Linked DNA regions of Mus musculus: all the other regions are linked to region 3. A link is a contact called in public HiChIP or PLAC-seq and promoter capture Hi-C data. All regions are on one chromosome and are shown on one strand. Each heading gives the region's core, a stretch centred on a gene start, on an enhancer-like site or on the middle of the called end of the contact. The rest is flanking DNA. Distances are from core to core; before and after follow the strand shown.

Region 1 (5,283 bases), core at 437-2,936, 520 kb before region 3:
GACTAACAGCCAGCCACCAGAGCAAGAGGACATGGAAAAGCTATTGAATTAGCTTGGAGAAGTTATTCAACTTTTTCATGAGGTCTGTACCTCATTGTGAAATGAGTAGACCGTACTGCTACGTCTTATCTCATTGGAATATTTTTTAAGAAAACATGCTTTTTCAGTACATAGCAAGGAGCAGATTACTGGGGGATAGCAAGACTAATTCCTGAAGACTGATAAAATATTTATGTATTAATTTACATATGTTTTGTGATACATGCATGTTCATGTGAGTGTGTGGACATAAGTGTAGATAACAGATGATTAGGTCTGGTGTCTTTTTCTATGGCTCCCCACCTTATTTTTTGAGATAAGTTCTCTCACTGAACCTGAACTTTGCCAATTTGGATAGACTTGCTGACCAATAAGATCCAGGGTGGTCCTGTCTCCAAACCATCCCTCTTCCAGCACTGGGATTACAAATGGTTACTATCATATCTAGTTTTTTATGTGGGTCTGGGGACCAAACACGTCCTCATGCTTGTCTAGCAAATATCCCATCAGTTGAAACATTTTTCCAGCTCCATAGAATGATTTTTGAAATTTAAATAAGATATTGTAGGTAAAACTTGCTGGCAGTATTTTGTATAGTAAATAATAGCTATTAACGTTAGTTACAGTTTAATTTATTAAAAGTTAATCAAATAGCATACTAAATATAACTTTTTGAGACGTTTTACCATATCACCCTTACTGAACTGGAATTTGATTTGTAGACCAATCTGGCCTGGAACTCCTAGAGACCTACCTCCTGTCTCTGTCTCTGCTTCTGACTCTAGAGTAGTAGAATTAAAGGCATATGCCACCACAGCCTATCTAAATATAATTTAACATTACTTGAAACTACCCAGTGTCTGGTTCCTGATGGTGACAGTGACAGAGCTGCTTATACCAACATTCTAATATTGCTTCATCTGTAGCCAGCTCCTGAGTCATGAAGGGATTTACACACACACACACACACACACACACACACACACACACACACGTAATAGCATTCACTAGCAGTGGCTAAAACACATACATGTTTTTGTTTGTTTGTTTGTTTGTTTGTTTGCTTTTGTGTTGTTTGTAATGATCTACTGTAATTGACAACCACACTGATTAAGCCAATTAAAACTTTTACGTCCTTTTTATTGGAGATCAAACTTGAGCCCCTAAAAACTTACTTGTTGACAAAGCTCAAGGATATATAGTTTTAAAGGTAAACCAAAGTAAAGTGGGTGTTAGAGTAATCTTGAAGCATTTATTATTAGCAGAAAATAGTAGTTATTTTAGACATAACTTGCTAATTATTTCGTTTAATACCTCTGACCATGGCCAAGGCTCTGGAAATCTTAAAGGTGTTGCCAAGGTCAACTGACCTAAAAACTCTTTAAGCAAACATAGAGTCAATCAAGATGGCATATCTTAATCATTTCACTTTCATTATCTTTTCTACTATGCTCAACATCCAAGTTTGCCTTGCTGATTTTTGAGAAAGCATTCCAAATTACATCAACATTCAACTTCCTTTTGTTACTGGGAAGAACTTGATCGAGAACAGTCCGCCAATCCCACAGGTGGCGCTGAAGGACTATCAGAGCAGTTACTGAAAGCTGAAGATGCTCCTCTAGTCGAGTACTGACGCTAGAGATGTCGTCATCGCGTTCTGGTTTGTGACAGCCGCCCGCGTAAATTTGAAATGGCTGATGATTTGCGGGCTGGTGGAGTTCTGGAACCTATAGCTATGGTTCCACCGAGACCTGACTTGGCGGCGGAGAAGGAACCGGCGTCCTGGAAGGAAGGTGAGCACCTCAACCCGAGTCGGAGAGCTGTTTTCGTGGTTGCCGGCCGGGCCTGGCCACCCTAAGGACGCGATTACCTGGGTGGGGAGTTCTGTGCTGGGTCTGGCCCCGCTCTCACGACTTCGGAGTCGGGAGATACTGTGGCCAATTTAGGCTCTCTATCCTCCTGACTCAGCTTCCGGAGAAGAGAAGGGGTTGGATCTGGGTGGACATTCCCCAGACGGAAGGGACTCAGGGGGCTTTGTATTCATTTATTTCATGAGCCAAGTTTTTGTTTGTTTGATTGATTGATTGATTGATTGATTGATTTGTTTTTAACCTACATCTAAGGGATCATGTGCTACGCTTCTCCTTTTTAAAAACAACCTTGAACTCTCATCCTATGCACTGGGGACAGATGACAGCAGAGCTGAGTTTGGATAGAATCCAGAAATAGAATTGACCCAGCTTTTCTTTTCTTTTCTTTTTTCTTTTTTTCCAACACAAACCACCAGCATTTATTTCCTGGGCCTAAGTATCAGTCTTTTGGTAAAAAGGGCAAAGAATTGGTCAGTTAGTTTTGAATCCAAATCCTTTCCCCAAACTGGATCTGTGAGGCGCCATGAGGAAACTTAGAGCTGCATAGATCATCAGAACTGAGCTTAAACCCGCTTTCAAAACAAAACCAAAACCCAAAACCAAAGCAGAAGAAAAGTGATTGTCAGCTTCTCTCTCTCTCTCTCTCTCTCTCTCTCTCTCTCTCTCTCTCTCTCTCTCTCTCTCTCTCTCTCTCTGAAAAAGTTATGTTTTTTTAAAAATGTAAAAGAAGCTTTAAAAAAGGGCTAGGAAGATCTTCCTGACAGACAGGCTGGCTGGAGGGTGAGTGGTGACAGGACAGTCCCTGTCCAGGTGGCAGCTGCTCACCTAGGGGCAGGGCCTGGCTCAAGCCCCGCCTAGCTGAATAAATAATATCTCGTGGTGCTGGTTGTCTTCAGAGTGTACCTGAGCACCGTGGGGAGGTGGGGAAGAGTGGAGCCTGCGGTGTGGGTGGAGGACTTGGCTGGAGTGGGGGCCACAGAGGATTCCATGAGGCTCTCAGTCGGCCTGGCTGGCCAGGGCTCCAGTCCGGGAGGTACAGCAGGTCTCTTCCAGCCTTGGGACCACAGGCAGACTCAGGACGAGGTGTTCGCATCACTGCTCTCAGGCTGGCTGCTGGCTTCCTTGTCTGGGGTACTTCCCTCTGCCTGTGCTTCTCCCTCAAGTGCGAGCTCGCCCATGTCTCCAGCGAGCTTCCGCATGCTCACGGCCTCCGAGTCTCCCTGGATGTCAGGGACTGCATTCCGATGGCCTGTCCGGTCGCAGGAGATGAAGTCCGAGTAAGAGGACTCGACTTCCATCATGCCTGTCGCATCGCTCCTCAGGCCTGACCAAGGGACAACCAAGAAACATGGGTGCTAATACTGCCTTGAATGTGGCCGTGGGATTTTCAAAGCTCACAGCAGAAGTCCAGGTGGTCTCTCTCTGACTGTATAGCAAGTCTAGTCTAATTCCGTTTTCCTGCCTGCATCTCTTCAGGTTTTTCACTCTTGATTAGCCAGTGCAGAAGGTCTGCCGCCTTGTCGCCTCATAGAGCCCCAGCCCTAACCCAGCTTTTCTAACCCTCAGCTTCATTGTACCTAATCATGGGAATTTTATTTGCCAAACTGTGACCTTACATATGCTAGGAAAGAGCTCTACCATCCCCAGTTCCTTTTTTACTTTGAGGCAGGGCCTCTACATAGTCCTGGCTGACCTGAAACTCACTATGTAGACCAAGCCAGCCTCCAACTCAGAGTTCCACCTGTACTGGAGGCTCAAGGCATGAACCACCGTGTCTGGCCTTGATGATTTTTAAAGCTAGTTTATATTAACACATTCAGTTATAATGTGTAATGGACAGAGTTAGGTTGATGTGAGAAATCATAGGTGTGACTTAATTCTTCAACAAGCGTACTTTGTGAACAGCCAAAAGTTTCATATGTACAGATGCCTTAGAAAACAGCCAGTATTTCCAATGTGAAAGCGTTATAATATGAAGAGTCAGCTTTAAAGTGTCTGTCTGTAAGGAACTAAACTTGTATGCTATTGTATGAGAAATCTTAAAAGTGGCATTTACAAGTCAGGAGTGATAGTGCATCTCTGTGATTCCAGCACTTGAGTGGTAGGAGCAGGAGCAATGGGAATAAAGGGCCATGCTTGGCTACCTAATAAGTTGGAGACCAGCCTGGGCTACATGAAACTCTGTCTCCATAAAACCAAACCAAAACAACAGTCACAATAAAACACTGAACTTAGAGAAACAGAGTTTACTTCATGGTTTCCCAAAGAATGGGGAAACTGTTTGTCAAAGTAGACTTAATGAAAAGCAAGAAGAGTAGAGTAGATCATGTATTTTCACCATTTAAAGAAAATATGTGAGGTAATGGAAATCTTAGCTTTCTTATGGTAATTATTTCTTAATATGTAAATAAAACATGAATGTCTTCCGTAGATGACTTTCTTTTTCTACTTTGTTTCTTGGCAAATTTTTTAATTTAATTTAATTTCAATTTAAAAGACAAATACAGCTAAAAAGCATATGGAGTGCATCAACTTAATAAACCTAGTTTCTACCAATCAAAGGGCTAAGAACGCTATCAGCATCTGAGGTTTATAGCTGAGAGTCATCTACTTGGCTATAACTAGCCTTTTATATTTCCACCAATATATTTGAAGAACGCCTTGATTTATGACTGATTTTATTCTGTTACTATTTTTTTAAAAAAACAATGAAACTGCTACATTAGAGCATAGAATTTGGATGTGATGGTTTGTATATGCTCAGGCCAGGGAGTGGCACTATTAGAAGGTATGGCCTTGTATGTAGGTGTGTCACTGTGGATGTGGGCTTTAAGACTCTCATCCCTAGCTTCCTGGAAGTCAGTATTCTGTTAACAGCCTTCAGATTAAGATATAGAACTCTTAGTTCCTCCTGCACCATGCCTGCCTGGATACTTCCATGTTCCTGCCTTGATGATGATAGACTGAATTTCTGAACATGTAAACCAGCCACAGTGTTGTCTTTATAAGACTTGCCTTGGTTATGGTGTCTGTTCCTAGCAGTGAACCCTAAAAATCAATCTTCTGAGAAGTTTTCTTAAGCTGTGTTCCAGAGATAGCCAAGGTTATTCCTCATGCTACAGCACTCTTTAGTAATGTGTTAAAGTCATCCAGGTGGTACTGGTTTTGAAGGCATGAGGGGTTATGAAGAACAGCTGAGGCTTGGCACTGTGAGAGGCAGTGGAAGGCCATTGGTGAAGGTGCAGCCTCAGTTGGTCCACGACTGAAGGATCATGTAAAGGAGTTGAGGCTTGGCACCATGAAGAGAGCCTATGAGAGGCTTTTGGTGAAGCCTAGTTGCAGAAGAAAACCCCAGTGGTTTTGGTTTTTGGGG
Region 2 (5,319 bases), core at 276-2,775, 840 kb after region 3:
CTGCTGTTTGCATGAATGCATGGATAGGCAATGTCTAGGCTGGGCAAGGTCCGGGAAGATAATCATGAACATGTATCCCATGCCGGTATCGAACTCCTGATCCTCCTGCCTCCACCTCCTTAGTACTGGGGATGGCTGACAGTTTATGCTGTGCTGGGGCTGGAACCCAGGGCTTGCTCAGTGCATGCTGAAGAAATGCTCTACCCGCTGAGCTACATTTCCAGCCCACCTCTGGAAGTTCTAAACTTGATTATGCTCACTAAAAGCCACTGGGCTGCAGACTTAAGAGACCAGCTGGGCCAGTATGTGAACTGTGCCTCAATAAAGCTGCTAGGCAAACACACACTCACAGCTGGGTTGGGAGCTGCCATTTTTCTGGTCTGAAGCCCATCATTCCATCATTCCACCTGCATGAGTCATTCAGCTCTGAGACAGGAAAACATCTCCTGATGCCTGCTTTCCTAAAGCAGACAGCCATGGGGGGGGGGGGGGGGAGTGTGGAAAACATCTCCTGATGCCTGCTTTCCTAAAGCAGACAGCCATGGGGGGCAGTGTGAGTGTGGTTCAGACCTGGCCACACAGGGAAATGTAGCTTGCTGTTGCCTAAAACTATCTGTAAAGACAATTTGGGGGGACGGTCTAATACTTGCCTAGCCTTTAGGAAGCCCTGGGACCTGAATTCCTGGGTTTATTCAATCCCATCATTGAATAAGCCAGGCACGGTAGCACCTGCCTGTAATCTACCCCCACTGAGAAGGTAGAGGCAGATGGATCAAGAGTTTAAGGACATCCTCAGCTAGATAGCAAACTGGTGACCCATCCTAGCCTCCCTGAGACCCCTTCTTAAAGTGGAAAAATGCTGATCTGGATGGGCAGCTTGCTTGCCGGGCATTCACAAAAGCCCTGGTCTGGATCTCCAGTGTTGGGAAGGGAAAACAAAAGTTACTCTAGAGCCCAATTAGCACTGTCTGCTCTCCCTGCCGAGAGGCGGGATTGATCTGCAGGTCCCTGGTGGCGGTAGCACTTGTGTGATTGACACAGAGTTGTTTCTGCAAGAGAGGAGGGGGAGGGGACTAAGCCAACAGTGAAAACGGACACAGGGATAAGAAAACCCACTCACTCTCTGTTAACAGACAACAGGCTGCTTTCAGGATGACTTAAAGTTTTTATGTAGTGTGCGTATACCATGACTCGGGTATGGAGGTCAGACGACAATTGGTGGGAGTTAATTCATTCTTTCCTTCTGCCATGTGGGAACTCATTAACCTTTGTGACCGGAACCTTCACTTGCTGAGCCATCTACTTCACTGGCCACAAAGACTTTTTTTTTTCTTATTTATGTATATGGCACCTTACGCAATCAGGGAGTTAATTACCTGAAGACCAGTATGAAGCGCTCAGTGATCTTTCTCACTTGTAACCTTTACTGTATAATCCCAGAACACAGAAGCTTCTAGAGTCACCAGTGTTTAAAGGAGGCATGACGGCTCGTATCTGTAATGCTACAGCACTTGGAGAGGGTGTTCCAGGCAGGAGCAGTGCCACAGGCTCAAGGCCAGCCGGACAATGCCCAGTGTGGATGAAGGTGCTTGGGGTCAAGCCCAGCAACCTGAGTTTGATTTCTAGGACCCACATGATCGAAAGGAAACAGATTCCTGCAAGCAAGTTGTCCTCTGACCTCCAAATCCCCAATATGGCATGCACACCACCTCCCCCACAACAGTAATAAATAAAAATGTAAATAAGAAAGAACAAAGAAAACTGTCAACCTTTTGTCCTGTGGAGGAAAGAAGGCCAGGCTGATGCTAAGCAAGTGTCCTACACTATCCCAGGCCTGGAAATGAGTATCTTAAAGCAACAAATATGGAAGCCACTCATCTCCTTCCAGTCTACAGGTCCCAGTAATCTTACTGGCCCGCTGATGCCACTCCAAGGAAGTGGCTCTGGAATGGAAATGTCCAGTTTTCTGTAAAAAGGCCACTCTAGAGAAAACAAAAGTGTATGTGGGGTGGGGCAACAGCGAAAACTGGTCCCTCCACACAGAGGCACCATTGATACCGCATTTTGTCATCTACTCTTTGGGGGAGATTCCTGTTACAGGCTGAAAAGCGCTCCCTGGGTCTGGAGAGTTCTAGCAGGTGCTTGCTTGTGCTAGAGAGACAATTAAGAGCAAAATCGGATGCAAGGTGGAGTTTGCAGTTCACAGTTCCTGGCGTTTCTGCCACCTGAGGATCGATGAGAGCGGGGGTGGAAGGTGGAGGGTGGGAACGACCGATCGATTTCTCTGCCTTGCCTCGTTCTGATGTTAGAGAGGAAAGGGAGTATGGAAAAGTATAAAGTACATGGGTGGGAGGAATAAACTGCTTTGTTCTACACCTCAGGGGACACAGCAAAATTAAAAGGACATCTTGTACCTTGGAAGGTAAGTATGAGTCAGAAAGGATGCTCGCTCTAAACCCAGAACAGTCACCTCCTCATCTGCAGACGACAGCTGGAGGGTTGAGGGATTCTGGATGTAAAACACTTGGGGGAACCTGTTTAATTTTGATTTGTGTGTGTGCGTGCGTGCGTGTATGTGCGTGTCTCACACTAGCTCTCAGGTGTCAGGGTGATCATCCTGTCATCTGTCTCCCACTTCACAGTAGGAGTGCTGCCATTAAAGGTGTGCTCCACTGCATCTGGCTTTTCCATAGGGATCAGGGATTGGAACTCGGGTCCTCGTGCTGGCACAGCAAGCCCTTTACCCACCGAGCCCAGAGATTTGTTTCTGTGCCAGTCCTGTGTGACCTTTATTCTGGTCACTATCTCCAATGTGTCGTAACAATATACGCATGTGGTGTTCACACTGTATCAGGGGTTATCATCAGCTACACAATAAGGTCTGTAGGAGACCAGGGAGATGGTGGCTGAGGAGACACCTGCATAAGAAAGGACCAGACTGCTGCTCAGGCCACAGGATCTGCCTGAAGCAGTTCTTCCTCCTTCTGAGTCCTGTGGGCTCACCGAGACACTGTCTCTGAGTTGCTGGCTAACAGACCTAACTCTGGTGCCAGGGTTTCTCATGTGGAGAAGGGAGTTTGCATCAAATCGCGCACTGGTGGCCGTACATTCATCATCCCTTCCCTGGCCCTGCTTTGGATTGCAGGCTCTCCCCAGGAAGGCATGAGGCTCCTATTTCTGCTATGGGGATAGGGGAATCAGTTTCCTCTTAAAGGTCCCACCATGTAGTCCCTGGGGCTAGAGCCTGATCTCTATCTACCCACAAACTGCTATCTATCTCCCCATGCCATTATGACTACTTTATTACTACTGCTATTTTTAAGCTGGATCTCACTGTGTGGTAGAGGCTGATCTCAACCTAGTGGCAGTCTCATGACAAGGCATAAGCTTTCTCTCTAATCTTCTTTTTGTAATTGTCTCGGTGCTTTTCTAGGGCCTCTTCCCAGCTGAAAGGGTCTCCCTACATCAGAAGCATGGGCCAGGCTGGGGTACCGCTGGGGCAGATACTGACCCTTCTTGCATCCCCCAAACAATCACTAGTTTGCCTTCTACTGAAGAATGGGCCTCTAGGGATACGGCCTGGTCACCTGGCTCAGGGCAAGGCCTTTTTGGGTAACCTGCTGGGAAGCTGCTGGGTAGAAGATTTCCCTTGAGCACTGTGCTGACTGGTAAATAAGATCTGGAGAAAGTGACATCAAGATTAACATATGAAAGAAGCCAGCTGGAGAGACAGACAGAAAGTCCTCTCCCCAGGGTCATGTAAGGACCGAGCACAAACACTCAAAGCCTGGGAGCCTTAACTCTGCGTATAAGTATAAATGTTCGCCTGTGTATGTGCATGTAGTATGTGCACGCACACCACATGTATACCTGGTGCCCAGAGGTGGCTGGGGGACTGCACTGTAGGTGCTGATAACTGAACCTGGGCCCTCTGCCTAAGCGGTAAGTGCTCTTAGAAGCTCTGCTTTCTCTTTTAAATTTTTTCTTTATTACACTTTGATATATATATTGAGGGAGTGGGTAACATGCTTGTGTAGAGGTCAAAGAAAAACTTGCAGGAGTTAGTTCTGTTCTTCTACTGCGTCTTCAGGTTTGGTGGCAGGCACCCTGATCGCTGAGCTGTCCTGCCAAGCCCCTTCCTGCCCCCTCTGCAAGTCAGACCCAGTACAATGCTGGAAATGATGTCATCACAAGGACTCCGACCTCACAGAGGACAAAAGGAGCTCTTCTGTATGCCACCAACCTCTCAGTGACAGCATACAGACCATCACATCCTTGTGTTGAAGGGCACGCAGGCAGGCATCCAGGTATACCTGTCTGCACTGTAAGGACCACTGCTACCACCTCAGGGGTTATTATCTGTGGTGGGTTTTAAATTCTTCTGATACAGACTGGACTCAGAGCCTCTGCATGTTAGGTAAGGGCTCTACTAAGCTATGCCCCAAGCTCCTATTTTCTCCTGCTTTAACTTCTTAGTTTTTCTACCACTGTTTTATTATCTTTTGCTGTTTAGTCATTGTTTTATTAACTAGTGTGTGCATGTGAGGAAATACAAGAATGGTGTGTGTGTGTGTGTGTGTGTGTGTGTGTGTGTGCAGAAGCCAGGGGAGGACATCAGGTGTCCTGCTCTCTCACTCTCAAGCTTATTCCTTTGAGGCAGAGTCTTCCAGTGCACCTGGAGCTATGCTGGGGCCCCCAAACCTAAGCAGTTCTCCTGTCTCCACCCAGCAAAGTGCTGAGGTTACAGGAGTGTGCACACAGCCATGGCTAGCTGTTCACACGTGCCAAGGATTTAAGCACGGGTCCTTAGATCTCTCTTGTCCCCCGGGCATCCACAGCTCTTGTCCGGGTTAATCCTGAGTGTTAGCATGATATAAGGAGCATCTAAGCCAGCAAGCAAGACTGGTTGATCTCTTGAGTAGACTAGCTAAGTGTGGGACACTGACCCTGGCCCTAACAGCCACATCCCACAGGCTGAGGGTACCAACAGGATAAAAGGGGAAAAGAAGAAAGCTACTTTCTCAGTCCCACAAAGCTCTACCTAGTGGGACTTTCTGCCTTTAGTGCAGCTGTTTATAAACAACCAAAGAGTTCTACTCTGAACACACGGTACCCCTGGGCAACCTCCCCACGCCCCCTTGATGCACAGATCTGGGGTAAAGAGAAGCAGGTAGCAAGGCTAGAAGTAGGTGGCCAAATCCCTTTATGTTGATTCAGTGTCTGGCATACTGCCCACACAAACTTTTAAAGGGGATTTTTATTATATTTAATTATGTATATACATATACAATTATGGGTATGGGTATGAGAAATGTTGGT
Region 3 (5,683 bases), core at 2,540-5,039:
TGTATGCCTGCAGGCCAGAAGAAGGCACCAGATCTTATTATAGATGGTTATGGGCCACCATGTGGTTGCTGGGAATTGAACTCCGGATCTCCAGCCCCAGGCTCATTTTTTGCTTCATGGCTACCTTGAGCTACATGAAACCCTTATCTCTATAGCAATAAACAGCAGAAACCCACCAGGTAGGGTTGGCACTCCTTTGTGTGTGTATAATGTGTTTGTGCCACAATGCTGTGTGGAAGCCATAGGACAGTCTCCAGTGCTGATCCTCATCTCTTATCTTGTGTGGGACAGGGTATCTTGTTCACCACTGTGTGTGCACCAGGCTGGCTGGCCAAGGGTTTCCAGAGCTCCTGTCCCCACTTCCCATCTCACTTCAGGAATGCTGAGATTACATACGCCCAACTTTACATGGATTATGGAGATTTGAACTCAGGTCATCATAATTGTGCAAAAAGTGCTTAATCACTGAGCCATCTCCCCAACCTAGCACTACTGCTTATTCGAGCCACTCCCACTTCTGTTCAGCATCTGTTATTTCTGAAGTCCAGAAATGCCTTCAGGCCATTTCCTGTCTTAGTTGACTCCAAGCTCAAACTGCTCTCCTTGTGGCTACATGTCCCCCAGGCTCTTGGGGCAGTGGAGGGTGGCACGTTGGATGTTCTGTGAGAGAGGCTACTTAAGCTGTGAGTTCTAGGGCAGCCCAAAGGGTTGGGACAAATCCTAGAAACGGCATTTGAATCCAGGCCAAGATTCCAGGGGAGGTGAATCTGGGAACAGTAGAGATCAGCCAAGAGTCCCCCAGCTTACCCTGGGAGTGTACTTCGGATGATGCTGTGAATTACCCACTACACTGATTAATACTGATCCTACTTGGACGTATGGCTCTTTCCATAATGAGAAGTGTGCAGGTCTGGCCAGCCAAGAGTGGCATCCTTCTGGGCTTGGACTTGTGCTCTTGGCTTCTGCCAGTTTGGGTGTTAGGGCATATAAAAGTGGCTATACCTCTGGGTGTAACCCAACCCCTATCAGTGGCTGACTACATGGGCATATTGCCTCTCATTGCAGACCTACAGCCAGCTGGCCCACCCTATCCAGCAGGCCAAGGCTCTGGGCTTCCAGTTCCACTCCCGAATTCTGGACATCAGCAATGTGGACGTAAGTCATCCCCAAGGAAGCAGACAGTCAGAGTGAAGCAGCAGCTGACATAGCCTATAAATGAAGCCAGACCTGCCGATCCCCCATACTCACGGCAGGGCTGCTTGGGCTACAGAGTGAGTTCCACACTCATCTAGGTAACTTTGTGACACAGTTTCAAAAGAGAAAGTAAGACAAGGCCTGGGGATATGCCAGTGCTAAGAGTCCTGGCTTAGCATTTGTAAGGCACCGGCTTGAATTCCTAGGATGGTAACAAACAAAACTGTTGACCTGCCTCTCAAAGCTTTCCGTATTTCTGCGCTTGAAGTGTAAGTGATTTCCAGCCAAACAATGTGGCTTGAGTGATTGGTTGATGTTTGGTTGGTTTTGAGGAGAGGGCTGGTCTGTGTTTGTGTGCACATATTAGCACACATGCTATTCATACAAAAAATGAAAAATAAAAACAAAATTCTATGCGGTGAGCCAGGCATCGAGAGACACACCTAGAATTCAAGCACTCTGGAAGTTGAGGCAGGAAGATCCCATGAGTTTAAGGGTAATCTGAGCTAAATGACTTTATTGTAAAATACTCTTTGTTAGTGGGTGTGGTAGCTCATGCCTATAATCCCAGCATTTGAAGGCTGAGGCAGTGGGATTCAGGCCATTCATAACTATATTGTGAGTAAGGCCACCCTATGTTACCTGAGACCCTGTATCAAAATAAAAATAGGCTTTGCATTACCTATTAATTACAAAATGAAGCTAATTTTGCTTACCTGTACTTGGCTAGGATGCTTATTTCATTTGGTGTTTTAATGAGTTTTCCATGATACTTTCAAGCGTGTTTATCAGGACGCAGCTCATCCTGCATCCAGGATCCTGTGTTATTGGGCAGGTGCTGAGCCCTTGAGCTCCACTGGCAGTGGTGCCCCTGCCTCTGCAGCGTGGGCCCCTAACAGGCAGTTCAGCTTCCGTCACCAGAACTTCTTACCTCGTAGGAGCTGCAGGCAAAGTGGAGCCAACTTCCTGCCTTCCTTCACCCCTTGGTTTTATGAACCTGCATGGACCCAGTCTGGGAACAGAGAAATCCCACAGTTGAAGGCCTGGAGTTGCCCATGAGAAGGAGCTCATTGGAAAAAAATCACTCCTCTAAAGTCGGGGAGGGTGGTACCATACCTTTAGCACGGCAAAGTGTCAGACTATAGGACAAGTACAGAGTGCAACTTTGGGGCGTTTCATCTCCAGGGTTGTGAGCATTGGGTGGAGGTGTACAGTTCTGAGGCCTGTACTTGTGTGTTTCCTGCAGCTGGCCATGGGCAAGATGATGGAGCAGGGCCCAGTGCTGATCGTTACCTTTCAGGCCCAGGTGGTGATGGTGATCAAGAACTCCAAAGGCGAGGTGTATGATGGTGACCCGGTGAGTGGTAATCAAGGGAATGGAGGTTTGGGAGTGCTTCTCACATACAGGGCCCTGTGCATTGCACGCCTCCCCAGCACAGAGCCAGGCAGAAGCACCACAAGTACGAATTGAGAGCTTTTTGAAGTCAGAGCACCGTTTCATCTGACCACTGACCAGAGCCAGCAGCCCGGGAACCCCTTCCCTGTCCCCCTCAGTAGCCCTTCTTTCTGTACACCCACCAAGCCTGACCCCTCACCCTGCCCGGTCTTCACAGGACAAGGTGCAGCGAATGCTGTACGTGTGGGCACTCTGCAGAGACCAGGAGGAGCTCAACCCTTATGCTGCCTGGCGCCTTCTGGACATCTCAGCCTCCAGCACAGAGCAGATCCTCTGAGGGCAGCAATGGAGTCTAGGCAGCTCGAGGCTAGACCATCATGGGACAGACACACAGAGACACTTTGCCACATCTGATACAGCTGTGAACAAGCTTCTGCCCCAAGTTCTTCAGGGCAGCTGTGAAACCAGCTGGACAAGGGAAGAGCTTGGGGTGTCTAGCAGGATGGGGACTGTCTCCCAGTGCGTCCGTCACAGGGGTTGCTGGCAGTGTCAGAAGGCCCCAGCCCAGGACTCCTGTCGGGTGAGGCCTGGCCTGCTGTTCTAAGTAGTCCACTGGCATTGCCTTCCAAGCCACTTTAGGTCCTTTTGTTTTGTTTTGTTTTTGTTTTTAAATCAGTGCTCTTACTTCCTGTACATAAGCCTAAGATCTGGACCTAATAAAACACCAAAGCGCAGAAGAGCAGTTTGAACGGTTTGAAGTGTACCTCTCTGCTGGGAAGGCTGGGACTGAGGGCCTGTCAGAGACCTAGGTCAGTGAAGGATTGTAGCCAGAGAGAGTGCTGCTTTCTCGGGCCAACACCCTGCCCTTTTGTGGGAAGAATAAGCATCCCAGCTGTCTGGGGTCTCAGTTGAATTCGGGGTTCCCTAAGGCTTCGGGGCTTAACTAACAGAGACTGGGGTAAGGGGTTGCCCGGGAAGAATACGGATACAGACACCGAGGTTAGGAGAGGCTTCCGTGGGAGAGGCGTAAATGCCCATGTCCTGGCGAGGTCCTGGGTGCTCTAGGAGCTGGAAGCTGAGGCTGTCTGGGCTGGCACAGCGGTGGGAAGGTTCAGCCTTCCGATAGGCAGGCCGGGGCGGGGTCACAAGCCCAGGCACCGCTCCTAACACAGCCACCACCCCCTCGCAGCCCCGCCCTCGTCGCCATGGGAACAGCCGCGGCGGCTGGGCTGGCGCGCGGCTCTCCTTCCTCCCTCGGTCTCCACCGCTCCAGGGGCGGGTGGGGTGGGCTGAGCCGGGGCTGCCACAGCCTCCGCCGCTACCACTGCCACCCGGGAAGACCAGAGCAAAGCAGCGCACGAGTTCCGAGAAAGAGAGAGAGAGAGGGGCTGCAGGGCGGCCGGTCCCCGTCTAGGACCAAGGGTGAGGGGGGCGCGTTGTAGCCCGGGAGTCGGCTACGGTGGGGGAGGGGGGTCTTGGGCCTTGGAGAACAAAGGGAGCGGGGCGGGGACCAGTTCAAACAGTGCAGCTCTGGTCTCTGTCCCAGCGCGATCGCACCTGTTGTGCGCGGGCTGGGCAGATCTAAGCTGACCTGTCCCGGCTCTCAGCGACCCCACCTGCGCGCACCGCTGGAGTTGAGTCCCCGCGTGGCTGTGGCGGCGGAGCGCACAGGCGGGGCATGGGCGTAGCCCGGAGACGACAACACGGACAGAGATGATGCTGTGGGATACAGCAAAGGGGCTACTCCAGAAGGGGTGGATGGAGGTGCAGGAAGGGCATAGCCTCATCCCCGCGGACCCCGGGGTGGGTACCCCTCTCTCCTCAGAGCGCGGCGATGTGAGCTATGAGTTCGGCGTGGACACTATCACCGGAGCCGCTGCCGCCGTCGACGGGGCCCCCGGTGGGCGCGGGCCTGGACGTCGAGCAACGCACGGTGTTCGCCTTCGTGCTCTGCCTGCTCGTGGTGTTGGTTCTGTTGATGGTGCGCTGTGTGCGCATACTGCTAGACCCCTACAGCCGCATGCCCGCCTCGTCCTGGACCGACCACAAGGAGGCGCTCGAACGCGGGCAGTTCGACTATGCGTTGGTGTGATGGGGAACCAGTCGGGGCAGGTCCTTAGGGTCATCCCCGTGGAGGGGTGCCACCAGCCTGGACTGTGCTCAGGGTTATGCCTAGATGCCCTAGCTCGAAGTTGAGGGCGTTCGGAGAAGTCCAGTCCTTACCTACCTTAGCTACCCATCTTCCTTCCTGGCCAGGCCAGAACCCCACCTGGTGCCTTTATCTACCCTGTCCCCTTCTCTCTACATACTTATCCTCATTGCTGATCCCTCAACACTGAGTCCCTGGTGAGTGAAGGACCCCGCACCAACCTCAGCTTTCCCCAACTACCAGGCATGCTACATTCTTTCCTGGAAATGCGGACACCTCTTATCTCTTATTTCTTTGTTATGGTCATCCTCAATTTCAGTGCACTCCTTGAGTCCTGGCCCTGGCAGGCAGGCTTTCTTCGACTCACATTGGACGCTGCCTACCTATAATGCACGGTACAGTTTGCCTCAGAGACAGACCCAGAAACCCCACCATGGCTGCTGCTTGTGTTGATAATATCTGGCACTTTATGTGCGGGAGTACAAGCAGGCTCATCCCCTTCCCAGACTCGGCCCCAGCACAGGTTAGAGTGCCTTTCCTTTGTCCCACCTCTCCCATGTCCCCCTTGTCCCCATGCCCTTCCCTTGCCTTTCACACCTCCCCGCCTCTGAACCGTGGCAATTATAATAAAAGCTATTATTGAGTGCTTACTGCATGTGAAGCAGATTGCTGAGTTAACCAGTCCTGTTCTTAGCCTGTTTGCTTCTGAGGGTTTGTGACAAACAGCCAACAAGCCAAGCTCCTGTTAGGATCCCCCATTCTACAAGCCAGGGGACGACTGGAAGTCCAAGCCGCTAAAATAACTTGCCCCCAAGCCATTGATCTGGAATCAAAACCCACATCTGCTCTTGCCTTTGACTGCTGCCTAATCCTGCAAACACCCAATTTCATACACAACCCTTCAGTAGCTTTGGAGGTGGGGGGCTAGTAACCACCTCCAGCCC
Region 4 (5,741 bases), core at 1,752-4,251, 910 kb after region 3:
AGGTGCATGCCAGCAAGTCTGACGATCTGAGTTTGATTCTTAGGACCAATATGGTGGGAAGGAAAGAACTGATTTCTACAGGTTATTCTCTGCTCTCTACACACATGCACACATGTGCACACCACACATACATATAAAGAAATGTAATAGAACACATTTTAAAACCAATAAATGGATAAACTAAAAAAAATCAAACATAAAAGACAATAAAAGCAGTAATTAAAGTGATGCCAATTCCTTCAGGATACTTCATGCTAAGTAGGATTTTCAGACTTAGGTTGATAGTGGATAAAGGAAACAGAAAATCTCAGAGAAATAGGGGCAGTGGAACTAACTGAGGGATGGGTATATTATGAGCCTTAAAAGAGGATTTATTTCTTTTTATTTTATGTATGTGTTTTTCCTACATGTATGTATACCTACCATATGAGCACTGGACATGCAATGCCCTTGGAGATCAGAAGAGGGTGCTGTGCTCTCTGGAGCTGGAATTACAGGTGGTTGTGAGCCACCCCACGTGAGTGCTTGGAACTGAACCTTGGTTCTCTGCAAGAACAGCAAGTACTCTTCGCCACCAAACTACCCCTCCGACTCCACTGGGCTTTCTTTTGAGGTAAAACACAGGAAGTGCCTGTGACATATACATGTTTTATGGGTGGGGACAGCCCAGGAAGCAAGACTTCACCACAAGAACACAGAACAAAGGAAAGGGCGGGGTGACTGATGTTTTCTGAGCTGCTACAATCTGCCAGGCACCAAGCTCAACCATCTCTCGTGTGTGACCTCGGGACTTTTTCCTCACATAGAAGCCCAGAGAGGTTGTGCAATGTCACCCAGAGGTGGGAATGTTAGGATTCGAACACATGACCTATCTAAAATGACGCTCCAGCACTAACCACAGGAGTGAGCCCAAGCGCATTCCTAGATCGGTGTTGGGAGTTGGGGAGACCTGGGGGTCAGAGATGGTTCAGTCCAGATTCACTGAGGAGTTTGCAGTTAACCACATGCGCGTGACCTATGCATGAGCACATGCTGGTGTGTGTACAAGTGTGTATGTGTGTGAGGCAGGAGGTTGACATGGAGTGTTTCCCACAATCGCTTTCTGTCTTTTTTATAAACTTAGTTAATTATTAGTTGATTATTAATTTGCACGTGTGGGCACAATCCACAGAACGTGAGCAGAGGTCAGAGGGCAACTTGCAGGAGTCAGTTCTCTCTCCAACGTATGGATCCCAGGGCTCAGGCTCGGGTCCTCAGGCTTAGCCTCTACCTGCTGAACCGTCTTGCTGGCTCCCACCTTATTTTTTCTTATTTTTATTTTCGAGACCGGCTTTCCCTGACTCTCCTTGAGGTTCACTGATTCAGCTAAACTGGCTAGTCGGAGAGCTTCAGTGATCCTGTCTCTGCCTCCACAGTGCTGAGCTATCAGGCCTGCACCACCATGCTCAAAACCTGTTTTTTTTTTTCATGAGTTTAGGGGAGCTGAACCAAGTTCTTATTCTGTGTTATCTCCCTAGGTCCTCTTCAAGACCCATGAAAAGCTGCCTCAGACAGGAATTTACAGTCACAAGAAGGGTGCTTAAAGGTGGGTACAACTTGGAGTTTTCCCTCAGAAACCAGGGTGACTCTCTTGGAGGGTCAGCCCTGTGGGAGCCACATTCAAAGCCTGTCTCCTACCTAACTCACCACCTCCGTTAGAGTGGTCAGCTCTAAATCCACTGATACATGGCTCCAGGGGTCGCCTTCCTACACCCGAGAGTGCACAAAGTCAACAGAAACTGAGGAAACTGTAGTCTTGGGTGTGCCTGGTACAAACCACAGCCTGCCTCCTCACCTCACTCCATTCCGGCAGTTGTTGTGGGAGGTTCCTCAAACTGGGCCACAAAGGGAGCCACCAGTGACTCCCCAGGGTTAAGGGCCTACAGCTGGAGGGCTATTGAGCAGAGGGTGGTCCCCATTTGGAAGACCTGGAAAGATCGGCTTTTCAGCAGATGTCAGCCTTAAAATTTTGCTTTGCAGACAGGATTCTCCAAGTCTGTGTCAGGCAAGGCTGAACAAAACCCCAGAGCCAATGCTTTGAAAGGTGAAGAGGTCAAGCTGCAGTGTGGTGGTATGCGTGCATACCTGTTACCCCAGAACTGGGGAGGCACAAGTAGGAATGCTGGGAGTTGGAGGCAAGCCTGGACTGCATGGTGAGACCCAGATTCAAAAGCAAAACAAAACAGAACAAGGCAAAACACGGACACCTGCTGAAAAGGCGCTTAGACTTCCTCCCTCATCCCTGGCCCCCTACTCCTCCGTCCCCACACAGGCTTTGCTTACAAAAGGTTCCTTCAGACTCCATCATAGGTCTCCTCTAGACCAGGTGGCCTCTGAACTCCCTATGTAGCTGAGGATAACCTAAACCTCTAATCCTCCTGCCTCCATCTCCCAAGTGATGCTTGACAGCGTACAACACCCAGCTTTGACTTATGCAGTGCTGGGGATGAAACCCAGGACTTTGCCCATGCTAAGCAAGCACCCTATCAATTGAGCTATCTCCCCAGCACCCTCCAGGGTCATTTTAGGATTCCTGATCTCTGCAGTGCAAACAGCTGCCCCACTCTCTTACTGTTGTGTCCCGGCTATAGGAGTCAATCTCCTGCCTCACAGACTCTCAGACGTGCAGATCCCGAAGTGCCCACCACTCTTCAAGATAGTCACTCACCCATGAGTTCCCGATTCTTGCTCAGGTAGGTAACTGGCTTTGTTAACAGCTCTTGCAGCTCCCATGTCACACAACCAGGGTTTCAAGGGACACATGAGCCAGGCTAACCACAGAGTGGCTCAACTCTGCCCAGTTTCCTCTTTCTAAGCCACCGGCTTTTTATGGTTGTCTTCATCAATATTGAGCAGCAGGCAGCAGGGGTCAGCAAGGAGAGGAGAAAACAAATGGAGGTGGGTTATGAGGATCTGGGAGTCCACCCTCAGCCTGTACCTGCCGTAGGCGTCACGGGGAAGTAAAGTAAAGAATGTAAAGCCTCCCACGAGGGGAGGGGAGGGGAGGCAGCAGCACTGAACCCCCACCCGGCAGCTTCCTGTGGCGCCAACTGCTGAAGAGGAACGGGGTGTGAGGGCCTCACCCTAACACTCGGGCACACAAACAGAGACACATGGGACATGCAAGTCACATGTCTCTAGACAGACACACGCTGGAACACACATGGGGACAGACACATATGTGGGTGTGTGGACCCATGGAAACATGTGGAGCTGAACGCTGGGTTTGTAAATGTCTACCAGCGATCATTCTGCTTGGTATCTGTCTGTTTTCCCGGTGTAAATACTGCCACTACCGCTAACTCCACTTCTTCAACTAACGCACTGTTACCAGAGCTGTTAAGGTTAGAGCTTGAGTCCTGGCAGTCTCCTAACAAACCAGATTCAGCGACTCATTCTAAGAAAGTCAGTCGAGGAAATGGCTCAAAGGGTCAAGTGCTTGCTGTGCAAGCAAGTGGAATTGATTTTAGTTCCCCACCCCCACCTGACTAAATAAAGTCAGGGTGTGGTAAGGCCACCTGTGAGAACTCCAGTACTGAGCTGGCAGATAGGAGAATCCCAGGGAAGGGCAGGCTACCCAGTCTGATCCAGTGTTCCAGGTTCAGTGAGAGACATTGTCTCAAAAATAAGTGCATGTGGTGGTGCACGCCTTCAATCCCACTGGGCAGGCAGAGACAGGCGCACCTCTGAATCTGAGGCCAGCCCAGTCTTCAGAGGAAGTCTAGGCAACCAGGGCAAACAACAGTGAGAAGTAGAAAAAATGTATCTATTCAGGGTTGCTGCACCTGTAAGAGGACCAAACGGCCCCCTGCTCCTCCCACCTCTCCCCTCCAAGTCCATCCTTAGAGACCTGGTATTAGATGTAGGTTTAAATAGAAGGCAAGAGGTATGCGCAGGGCTGGAGAGATGGCTCAGTGGTTAGGAGTGCTTGCTAGTCTTCTAGAGGACCTGAGTTCAGTTCCCAACACCTACACTGGGTGGCTCATAACTGCTTAATTTCTGCTATAGAAGGTCCTGTGCCCCTTCTGACCTCTATAGGCACCCAACACAATTGCATGCACACACACGCACATATCCACACACAGACAAACACACATACCCCAGACAGTTGCACACACAAGCACATATTCATATACAGACAAACGCACATACCCACAGCCACCTGCATATATACATTCATATATATACACACACAAACAAATACACATACAGGTACACGCACACATATGCACACATGTGCACACACACATACACACTTAATAATAGGAATGAATATAGACTATCTTCACTCCTACCAGGATGGGTACACCAGTACCTGAAAAGGTGAGCAGAAGAAGGGTTTAAACTTGGCTCCACACTGGAACTGAGTGAGTGGTCTCTTAGCATGAAACTCTTGTGAGTTCTCAAATGTGGCCCTCTGGGAAACAGTAATGTACAAATAGCAGCATTCACACATGCAGAGATTCCTGGGTGGATACATTGGTCTTTGCACAGACATGAGAAGCTGAGCACAGTTACACACATGCTGTGTAGAATAGTAGTGTCTATACGCGCAGAAAGCTCTGAGTAGACACACATTATACTCTGGGCTCTGCACATATATGTGGAACTGTATGCACAGGTGAACACACATAGAGTATAGACAGTGAGGCCATGCCGTGGCACACAGGATGCACCACAAGCAAGAGCAACAGAAGAAAGTGTGTTTTGGCTTACAGTTCCAGAGGGCTAGTGTAGGCAGCCGGGCGCCTAAAAGATGGCGCCGGCCTCCGGTACACCGTCGCCATAAACAACGCCACTGCGCAGGCGATAGCCCGAATCTGGCGCCAACCCCTCCCGAGCAGGTGCATACAAATCAAAGTGCCGGCAGACTGACCAATCCCAGGAGGACACATAGCTCTCCCCAGTGCTGGGGTGTATATAAGCAGTCCTTCCTGGGTTTCCGGAGTTCCCGTAGCAAGGTGTTCCTGAAATAAAGAAGGCTGTTGAGAAGAATCCGACTGTGTTGCGTTTTTCTTGCTGGACGAGGTGAGTGCAACAGGCTAGATGTACTTTAATGCCAGGAAGGCAAGGAAGCAGGGGTTGGAAGCTGAGAGATCACATCTTTATTTACCACCAAGAAGCAGAGTGCAAATTGGAAGGGCAGTGAAGCTACATACTCTCAAGACTTATCCCTAGTGGCAGTCTTTCTCCAGCAATGCTGTACCCCAAAAGTTCTATAACCTCTCCAAACAGTACCACCAACTGGGGACCAAATGTTCAAATACACAAGCCTATGGGTGGTGTTTCCTATTCAAACCACCCCAAAGGAGACGGAGACCTCCGAGACACATGTTTACACAGCGCCAATCTGGAGACACAAGAGCATCTCACACAAACACTCAACCACATCTAGCCTCTCAGACTCGCCAGACCCCTGCAGACTTCTCCGGCTTGTCTTGGCTCCCAGGAGTGGATCATTAATCTTCTGGAATGTTGGGCCTGTGTTATGGCTAAGTGGATAAAGGAGCCTGCTTACCTCAATTTGATTCCTGATCCCAGGTTAGTAGAAGGAGAGAAATGACTGCTGCAAGTTGTCCTCTGACCTCTACAGGTGTACTGTGCAATGCAGAGCCACACACACGGACATTGAATAAATAAAAATGTAATGAGATAAAAGAATTCAGGACAGTTGAAAGCTGGTGGTTAAATGCATCATGCGT

The links. Promoter capture Hi-C pulls out the DNA fragments that hold promoters and counts their contacts. HiChIP or PLAC-seq counts read pairs in DNA pulled down with a chosen protein or histone mark.
Region 1: a contact with region 3 is called in a promoter capture Hi-C map of erythroid cells, with 4 times the contacts expected there. The contact joins the promoter of Shcbp1 here to the promoter of Ctxn1 in region 3. A contact is called at or near these places in 2 of 39 promoter capture datasets (cranial neural crest and erythroid cells) and 2 of 115 datasets of contacts at active chromatin or transcription factors (craniofacial prominence and effector CD8 T cells).
Region 2: a contact with region 3 is called in an H3K27ac HiChIP or PLAC-seq map of epiblast stem cells, with 5 times the contacts expected there. The contact joins the enhancer-like site here to the promoter of Ctxn1 in region 3. A contact is called at or near these places in 2 of 39 promoter capture datasets (hippocampal neurons and neutrophils), 2 of 115 datasets of contacts at active chromatin or transcription factors (embryonic stem cells and epiblast stem cells) and 1 of 9 other capture datasets (liver).
Region 4: an H3K4me3 HiChIP or PLAC-seq map of pro-B cells shows a contact between it and region 3, with 5 times the contacts expected there. The contact joins the promoter of Arhgef18 here to the promoter of Ctxn1 in region 3. A contact is called at or near these places in 1 of 39 promoter capture datasets (neutrophils), 1 of 484 Hi-C or Micro-C datasets (embryonic stem cells), 1 of 115 datasets of contacts at active chromatin or transcription factors (pro-B cells) and 2 of 9 other capture datasets (embryonic stem cells and liver).

What each region holds. Positions count from the first base shown.
Region 1 is chr8:4,775,970-4,781,252 of GRCm38.p6, reverse strand. Shcbp1 (Shc SH2-domain binding protein 1) reads left to right here and starts at 1,686. Exons shown (of 13, transcript NM_011369.3): 1 at 1,686-1,832. The coding sequence starts at 1,730. It also overlaps the pseudogene Gm6334.
Region 2 is chr8:3,413,372-3,418,690 of GRCm38.p6, reverse strand. The region is part of intron 10 of Arhgef18 (rho/rac guanine nucleotide exchange factor (GEF) 18); the gene reads right to left. Among named protein-coding and RNA genes, the nearest start is that of Gm46029, 11 kb to the left of the region's middle. Within about 2 kb of position 1,525, at least 122 of the 459 cell types and tissues checked have an H3K27ac peak or open chromatin away from gene starts, as enhancers often do. A contact at or near this core is called in embryonic stem cells, epiblast stem cells and liver, where this site is marked.
Region 3 is chr8:4,257,380-4,263,062 of GRCm38.p6, reverse strand. Ctxn1 (cortexin 1) reads left to right here and starts at 3,789. Exons shown (of 2, transcript NM_183315.2): 1 at 3,789-4,012; 2 at 4,416-5,417. The coding sequence starts at 4,434. The coding sequence ends at 4,682. It overlaps Timm44 (translocase of inner mitochondrial membrane 44), which reads left to right. Exons shown (of 13, transcript NM_011592.2): 11 at 1,066-1,155; 12 at 2,441-2,551; 13 at 2,808-3,332. The coding sequence ends at 2,927.
Region 4 is chr8:3,350,697-3,356,437 of GRCm38.p6, reverse strand. Arhgef18 (rho/rac guanine nucleotide exchange factor (GEF) 18) reads right to left here and starts at 3,001. Exons shown (of 29, transcript NM_001370668.1): 1 at 2,708-3,001. The coding sequence starts at 2,711. Gm30369 (a long non-coding RNA gene) reads left to right here and starts at 729. Exons shown (of 5, transcript XR_870091.2): 1 at 729-839; 2 at 1,518-1,585; 3 at 2,631-2,732.